2 separate regions of the Anas platyrhynchos genome follow, and region 1 is linked to region 2. The links are chromatin contacts, called in public Hi-C maps. All regions are on one chromosome and are shown on one strand. Each heading gives the region's core, a stretch centred on a gene start, on an enhancer-like site or on the middle of the called end of the contact. The rest is flanking DNA. Distances are from core to core; before and after follow the strand shown. Region 1 has its middle 65 kb from the start of GATA6. Region 2 has its middle 33 kb from the start of GATA6.

Region 1 (3,534 bases), core at 184-2,683, 33 kb before region 2:
CAGTTGTAAACGCTTTGTAAAGAATGCTGCCATAACAGTATGTGTACAAGCTGTGTGTTAACTTGGTCCTGAGAGCTTCATTATTGTATTAGCTTCCACTTGAGATCTGAAATGTGTTTTCCATCTATGAAATTATGGAAATTTGGGCAGCCCTACATTTTAAGTTTTCAGACTCCAGGCAGGCGTACAACGTCTCAAAACAAAAAACCAACAAACAAAAAAAACCATGCATGAACATGGTCTCTGAAAGTGTAGGTCATCCACAGCTCTCCCTTTGAGCATGCAGAATCACCTGAGGCAAGAATGGAAGATCAGACAAACCCTGTCACCATCTTCAGGCAGCCACCTAACTGGTAATGCTCTTCTGGACAGAGATGATGGCAGAATTTTCTGCCATGATGGAGAAAATATGCAATTTGAATAGCATGGGGTAATCCTGTGGGCTTTCACAATGTGCTGTAAAACTGAGAAACAAGGCTAGACTGAGACCTTCTAAGAACCACCACCAACATAAAATCTCATATGGAGTGGGTATACATGCCAAGCATCCCTGGGAATTCGGCCTGCTTCAATAGCTGTGTATTGCTCTGAGTATTTTTGGTGCAAATCTTGAGTTCCTCTCCCTGAAGTCAGGCTACCCGTCCAACTCCTGTGCTTTTGGCCCCTTCTTTCAGTGGGGCAGAGCCCTGGGTTCTGTCTTGCACATGTAACCTGGACTTATCCTATGGGGATCCAATTATTTGTCATTCTGCACTTTGCTGAGCCATTTCTGTCATTGCAAAGAAAGCACAAAGTTGGTGGAAGAGCTACCATACCCTCACAGGGGTGTAAAGCATGTTCTGGTTTAAATGGATGCACATGGAAATAGAGAAATGAATGGGTCCGTGTTTGATCGCTGACATGCTTGGAGGTCTGGTAGCAGAGGTGTGACCCTAAATCGCATTACTTGCTGTGTGCCAAGCCCATTTATCAGCATGAATCTCTGAGTGTGAGAGAATTCTGAAATTTCTAAAATACGTTTTTGGATTTGCAGCAGCCAAACCAAAATCCATGTGTAACCTATTTTCTGACTCTGTGGCTTTTTATTCTGTCATTGAATACTGACTGCCCTGCTCTTACAGAAAAGAGCACAGAAACCCAATGTCATTTTTCCATACTTTCCAAACTTTTCTCCTTGTAAGCATGAGGGTCATTAAAAACTGCAAGCAAACTTTGCTTCATTGGTATGGTTTGCACTACACCCAGCACAGTGGGTCCCAAAGCAAACCTATGATAAGTACCCCAGAATAGGAGCTGGGGCTGAAAACATCTTCAGCCACAGCATTGCTGCTTAGATGGCACTATCGTGTCTGCGTCATCTTAGACAGGGCTGCCTCCATGTATTTAAAGAGTGGAATTCAAGCCTTTGCAAAAGGATGTCTTCAAAATAGGGCTTGTTGTGTCTTATCTGAGTCACAGACATTGCTTTGGCTTTCTGCATGGGGGTCAGTCCTACAAAGTCATCACTAGAACAGGCTGAAATGTTTTGTATTGTTTTTACAGAATAATGCCTGCGGAGAAGGGGAAGTAAAATATTTGTTTCTTCCAAAAAATCAAGGTATTTTTCAATGACACACACTGTTTCTGTTTTCTCTTTTCATATTTTTTTCAGTTTCTACATTTTGTGCATGTCTTTGCTTCCCATCTTTTGCAAAATTCCCATGGGTACATAGAAATTAAAGAGTTAAATGAAAGGCAGAATTCACTTTCTGTTGTGCTTCCAGCAGTCATTTTCCTTATCTGAGTCAACATTTTCTTTTCCAGGATACTAGTTAATTCTTCTAATATGGGAGTAATTTTCCTGAAAACAACAAAACAAAACAAAAAAACCCGCAAACTTTAACAACAGAAAATGTAACTGGATCAGCCCAGTGCAGCTATGTGCAGTGATAGCCAGACCGATGATGATGTAAAATCATCTTTTTCCTCTTCTGTTTGAAGACTGTGCATATTCAAGTCATACTTCATTGACAATCAATAAACAAGTTTTTACTGCTGTCAGCACTGCAGAGCCGATGCAGCGCTGAGAGGGAGCTGATAGCTGTACTGACTCAGCCTCTCTTCAGACAACACTCAATTCATTTCTGAGCACAGACTCTTTTTGACTGCTACACTGGGAGATCAAATAAGGAACCCCACTAACCTGCTTTCACAGATTTTTGTCATGTTTTCAGGTTCCTCGTCAGCCATTCCCACTTCTGATGTAAAAATAATCACAAGACGAGCTCAATAACTTCTCCTGCCTGACACAAGACCTTCCTGAAAGATGTCCAGTCTTGATCTGATGGCATCAAGCATTGGAGTATTCACCATTTCCCAGAGTAAAGCGTTCCAGTGACTAATCGCCTGTGCTGTTGGTAATTTGTTTCACTAACTTGGGATGATTTTAAAGCACATTTTTTCTGATTCCTCAGCCCAGCACAAAACCGAGCCAAATCATATGAAACAGCCCAGCTCCATCTGAAGGTGATTTCTGAAGATCCTGACTTGAAAGGATCTTCTCTTTCACACTGGAAATTTTGCATTTGCGGTAGAATTTATTATAAATCTTCAGCTGTTTTCCTAGCTGATTACACCTTCAGTTCAGGTCTAATTGCTTCTATTTTTTGCTCAGAGGCACAAAAATTGCATCAAGATAAGTATCCTAGGAATTGTTTAAAAGATCCTGGTGTGTATGGTCAGAGCTGCCCTACTTGCAGACAGAGATAATCTAGCTGTCATGGACTAATGAACTGTAACCTGGAATTCTGGTTGATCCTGTCACCCTTGGCCAAAATAGTCCAAGGAGGGACGTGACGCATGTTGAAATCTTGTTTTGAGAACTGGACATTCGGATATCTTCCAGGACTGCTCTCAAGGTTGTATTGTACTCGCATTAAAATTGTTTGGGAGAATTTAGAAAAACTTAACGATGGAGAACTGATGCCTGGGCTCTGCTGTGCACCAATTAGCAAAGGCAGAGGCAATTTATACCCCTTGCAGAGAATCTGCTTAGACCCAGGCTTCACTGCTACAGTGAATACTCTCTGGTTTTACTATTTACAGCCCTTTGACAGGGCGACTTTTTTGCTTAATGGTAGGCATATTCTTATGTTTCATTTCCTATTCCATTGTCTTTTGAATGGAATGTGGCAGATTTTAGTGCTTGTTTGGCTGAAAGAGTTGTTCTTTTCTTATTATTTATTTTTTAATAAGCATCTTCCATGTATTTTATTATTTCTTCCCCTGGGAAGCAACATTTGGAACCATCCAGGAAATAATATTTTAACAAGCATTAGGCTGCAGTCTCTGAGAGCACAGAGAGAAGCTGATGCAGGAGGGAGTGCATTTGGTAACAACACCTCCACTGTCCAGTTGTTCCTCCCCTGGAAGATGGATTCTCATGCTCCTCCAAATGCAAACCCAGGGAACTGTTAGTTCAAATCAAACAAACAGTCAGTGGAAGCACGAGGAGTCACTGCAAATGAGTGAAAACTGCATTTAAGCCTATATTCA
Region 2 (3,920 bases), core at 1,105-3,604:
CATTGTGCCTGTGCTCTTGGCCTGACACTTCTGGATGTCCCCGAGAGACCTGTCACGCACAAACGTGCTGGTGCTGCAGCACAGGCTTCCTTCAGGGGAAAACCACTTCCCTCCATTGTCTGTCGACTGAGTCTCCCAAGCTGGAAATGACCTGGGGGACACAGGTTTTAAAACATTAGAGGCTTTGGCGGGGATAGGACAGTAGTTTATCAGCAGTGGCTTGGAGATTGCAGACAGGGATCAGCACGTCCACGGTGTCTTCCAAAAGATGACTGAGGGACCATCAAATGAAGCTAATAGACACTGGGTTCACAACAGCCTGAAGGAGGTGGTTCTTCTTGTGGCAGGTGCTAGGTCTGCGGAGTCACTTGTCAAAAGGCACCGCGCACACAATTTACATGGGATAAGGGGGAGACAGGACAAGCCCTGGATGAGAAATCCATCTCAAGCTGCTACATAAACAAACTGCAGAGGCTTAGGAAAGTCCAAACGGTTCTGAGCTGAAAATGGTCAGAGAGTGGGAGGGACTTAAAGGAAAATATTACACATACTTGCCCTGTTCTCACGCTCCCCAAGGCATCTTTTTGTAGCCCGTTTTAGAGACGGAGTATTGGGCTAGAAAGCTCCTTGGTCTGAACCAGTACGTTCACACTGATTTTTCCCCTACAGACAATTAGACTGCTGCAAACTTTTCACCATGTAGATAGGATATAACAAAGAAAAAAAAAAAAAAGGTATTAAATCTTGAACCTTTTACTCTCTTGAGCAGAAGGTCCCTCCCACCCCTATTATTTCACAACAAGTAGTTATGGAGACTGAAACTAGCTGGAACTGAGACTGAAGAGGTGAAGGTGAGGAATCTCAGCTGCTCTCAGCAGTGTTGTAAGGCAAGAAATGGTTATGCTAGTATAGTCTAATAGTCATCATGAAATCAACAGGTGTTGATTTCTCCCATGTGTAGAAACTGTGATTTTCATACTATATGACAAGATCAGTAGGTTATCAAACAGCAAACACCATGTCATGACATATGAAGGTCTATCTGCTCTGGGAAACCGGGGGCTCCTGCCTTGTACAGCCTTCATCGTGACTGTGCAAACATATTTTCTTCTTATTTGATTATTGTGCAATCAAATAAGAAGAAAATATGTGTGCGTGGTCACAATGAAGGCTGTACAAGTCTTGTGTCATCGACAGAAGGACAGCAACAGAGGTACCAACTCACAAGGCTCCAGTAAAGACAGTAGCTTAGTATCACTGGGTGAGATGAGCAGGACTGGGTGCAGTCATGCTTTTTAACCTAATTTAATCTGCATTTAGTCCAGTGTCCATCCGGACTAGCACAAAATTGCCTAGAGATGGGAAATGATATGTTTATACACTTATAACAATAGTCTGTATATGAAAGAAATAGTCCTTCAACACAGGACACCTCAGACACCAAGGAAAAGGCAACATTTCAGCCCATGTCCTGCAGCTAGACCAAACACAGAAACACAATTCTCACTGGGGTCATTTAGCACTTAAATGTAACCAGTAGGCAGGTGAAAAAAAAGAAAAAAAAAAAAAAAAAGTAAAAAAAGTCCATTTCTGATTTAAAAGCAATGCTTGAACCTGGCACAGCAGAAACAATAGACTGTTTCCCAAGTGGACATCAGGTATGTTTATTTTGCTGAAATATATGGGTTTGTGACAATCAAAAGCAGATGTTCATTAACAGGCAGAACTGTAGGTAGGTTTCCAAGGCAAGAAGCATGAGGAGGGCAAAGGGGCAAAACATTCAGTCCCCTGCCTTGAGCCTGAATTTGCCAAGTCCCTTACATCAGTTTGCAACAAGAAGGTTTTTCAATTTTTAAACTTTTAAGTAACAGCTATGGAGATGCAATCCTCGTAGAACAAATAATTTGGACATTATTTTGATTTCTATTTCAGGATATTAACCCTTTTTTTGCCTTTGCCTTTACCTGGGATCCAGAACTAGATTCAAAATTTGATGTTGGAAGATGTGCAGAGCTGGGAGACATCTTTCACAAACCCACTGCAACCTTCAGTCTAGAGTTCCTTCAGATCCTGCACATGCTCAGATCCCATGCAGAGGGATTTCTGTGGATGTGTTAGTCCTTATATAGCTCTCATGCGTCTCCTAGCAGTTGGAAACTCCCTTGCTGAAGGTGAGTGATGTTGTACCAGACCAGGGCAACCTTATTTCAAGCAGGAACTGTCAGCAGGATCAGTGCAAGGTCAGCCGCTCTGGTTGTTCCTTTCAGGAAACTACTCCTCCTACAAGCGCGCTTATGCTAAACAAACCCCCTGAAATCCATGGGCTGCAGCATTCTTCCATTCGCTGGCGCCATGAAGGCTGGCAAAAAATGCCATAGCAGCAAATGTTAGCAGCCTGCCAGACCAAATCAAGCCCCATTCTCCCTTGTACAAGGACAACTCCAAGATAACTTTGTAGTTGGCTGAGTTTCTCTTTCCAAACAGTGCAGTGGAGTATCAGCACAAGAAAGTCTCAGGAGTGTTTCTGCCAGGGAAATTGAGTGATGGGACCTGTAACTGCATTCAACACACAAGCAAAATAATTATTTTTATCAGCTGACCTTGAGCACACTTATAAGATTATGTTTTTTTTTAATTTTCATCTACAAGTACATCTGAGCTGCAGCTCCAAACCAAACTGAGGTCTATGCATTGCAGAACAGCCACTTGAGTGCTTTAAAAAATGAAAACCAGGCAAAAGGAACAGGGTGGATTTTGACTTACGGAATTTCCCCAAATGTTGCTTTGCATTAACTTGCCTTTGTCAAATAGCCTGAGACATCTCTGTCTACCTTTCCATGTGGTTCATGCTCCCAGAACGTTTGTGCCCAGCCCAAGATTGTTTGTTGCCCACTAGACTATGTGTGCTACAAGTATTCTTGGTGAAAACACTCATAAACTAGCCTTGCAAACATCTCTAGAGGGAATGGGACCAAACTCCTTAGCTGCTGCATTTTAGGGAAAATGCTCACTGTAGAAGAACCCTAGTCCTACCTCCTGCCAAAATCTTCCAGCTATAAAACTATACAACACAAGGCACATCTGACATAAATTGTAGCAACATTGGGTATCTGAAGTGGCAATGACTAATTGGAGGTCTAAGGCCAAGTCCTGGTTCTTCTCTTTTTTTCTCTAATCAGAAGCCAGACATCAGTGGAGACTCCTGAGTCCCTGCTACTGTGGGAAGGAGGTGGCACAAAAGAGCTTGAGGACAGCACACAGAAGGCCTCCAGGGGCTCTGGTGGGCCAAGGAGCATCTCAGTGACCCCCTAGACACAGAGAAGCATTTTGGGAAGGTCAGGGAGCAATGGGCACGTAGGTTACGTGTCTACAGTGGTATGAGTGGTATGCAGGCCCATTGTCCAAGTCCATAAGGTATGTCCTGGCCCTGCCGTGCTTCCACTGGCCCCACACAGATGGGGCACTGCTGACCATGGGACAGGGATAACAAAGCTAAAACAGGTATTTGACACCACAAACCTTATTTCACTGTGTTATGAAAAGTCACACAGGGCAGTCTTTATTCCCCAGGCTCAGCATTCAGAGCAAACAGGCTGCTGTAATCTTTAGCAAATACATTTTTGCTTGCACAATAAATCTGTTCAGAAATCACACATTTCCATTCAAACCAGTCACTAAAGAGTCACGTGTTGGGGCCTATCTCTGCTTTGTGCTGACACTGCATAAGCAGAGGATCACGTGCCCTCATGAAAAAATATCCCCAGTTTTAAGGCAGGGCTTGGCTCAGGGTCACAAAAAACTCATCCACATTTCATATGGTGTTTTATCTTCTTTCTTCGTGAGCCATTCTTGAAAGATGCCGGTTCCTTGCAAGCAGACAACCACACATCACAAGTACATATCAAGGGGCTATATCTATG

What was found. A called contact is a pair of places that touch in the nucleus more often than the background predicts.
Region 1: a Hi-C map of skeletal muscle shows a contact between it and region 2, with 1.7 times the contacts expected there. The contact joins two enhancer-like sites. A contact is called at or near these places in 2 of 8 Hi-C or Micro-C datasets (F5 follicle and skeletal muscle).

What each region holds. Positions count from the first base shown.
Region 1 is chr2:54,676,035-54,679,568 of IASCAAS_PekinDuck_T2T, reverse strand. No RefSeq gene overlaps it. Among named protein-coding and RNA genes, the nearest start is that of GATA6, 65 kb to the right of the region's middle. Within about 2 kb of position 1,433, at least 5 of the 8 cell types and tissues checked have an H3K27ac peak or open chromatin away from gene starts, as enhancers often do. A contact at or near this core is called in F5 follicle, where this site is marked.
Region 2 is chr2:54,643,560-54,647,479 of IASCAAS_PekinDuck_T2T, reverse strand. No RefSeq gene overlaps it. Among named protein-coding and RNA genes, the nearest start is that of GATA6, 33 kb to the right of the region's middle. Within about 2 kb of position 2,354, at least 3 of the 8 cell types and tissues checked have an H3K27ac peak or open chromatin away from gene starts, as enhancers often do. A contact at or near this core is called in F5 follicle, where this site is marked.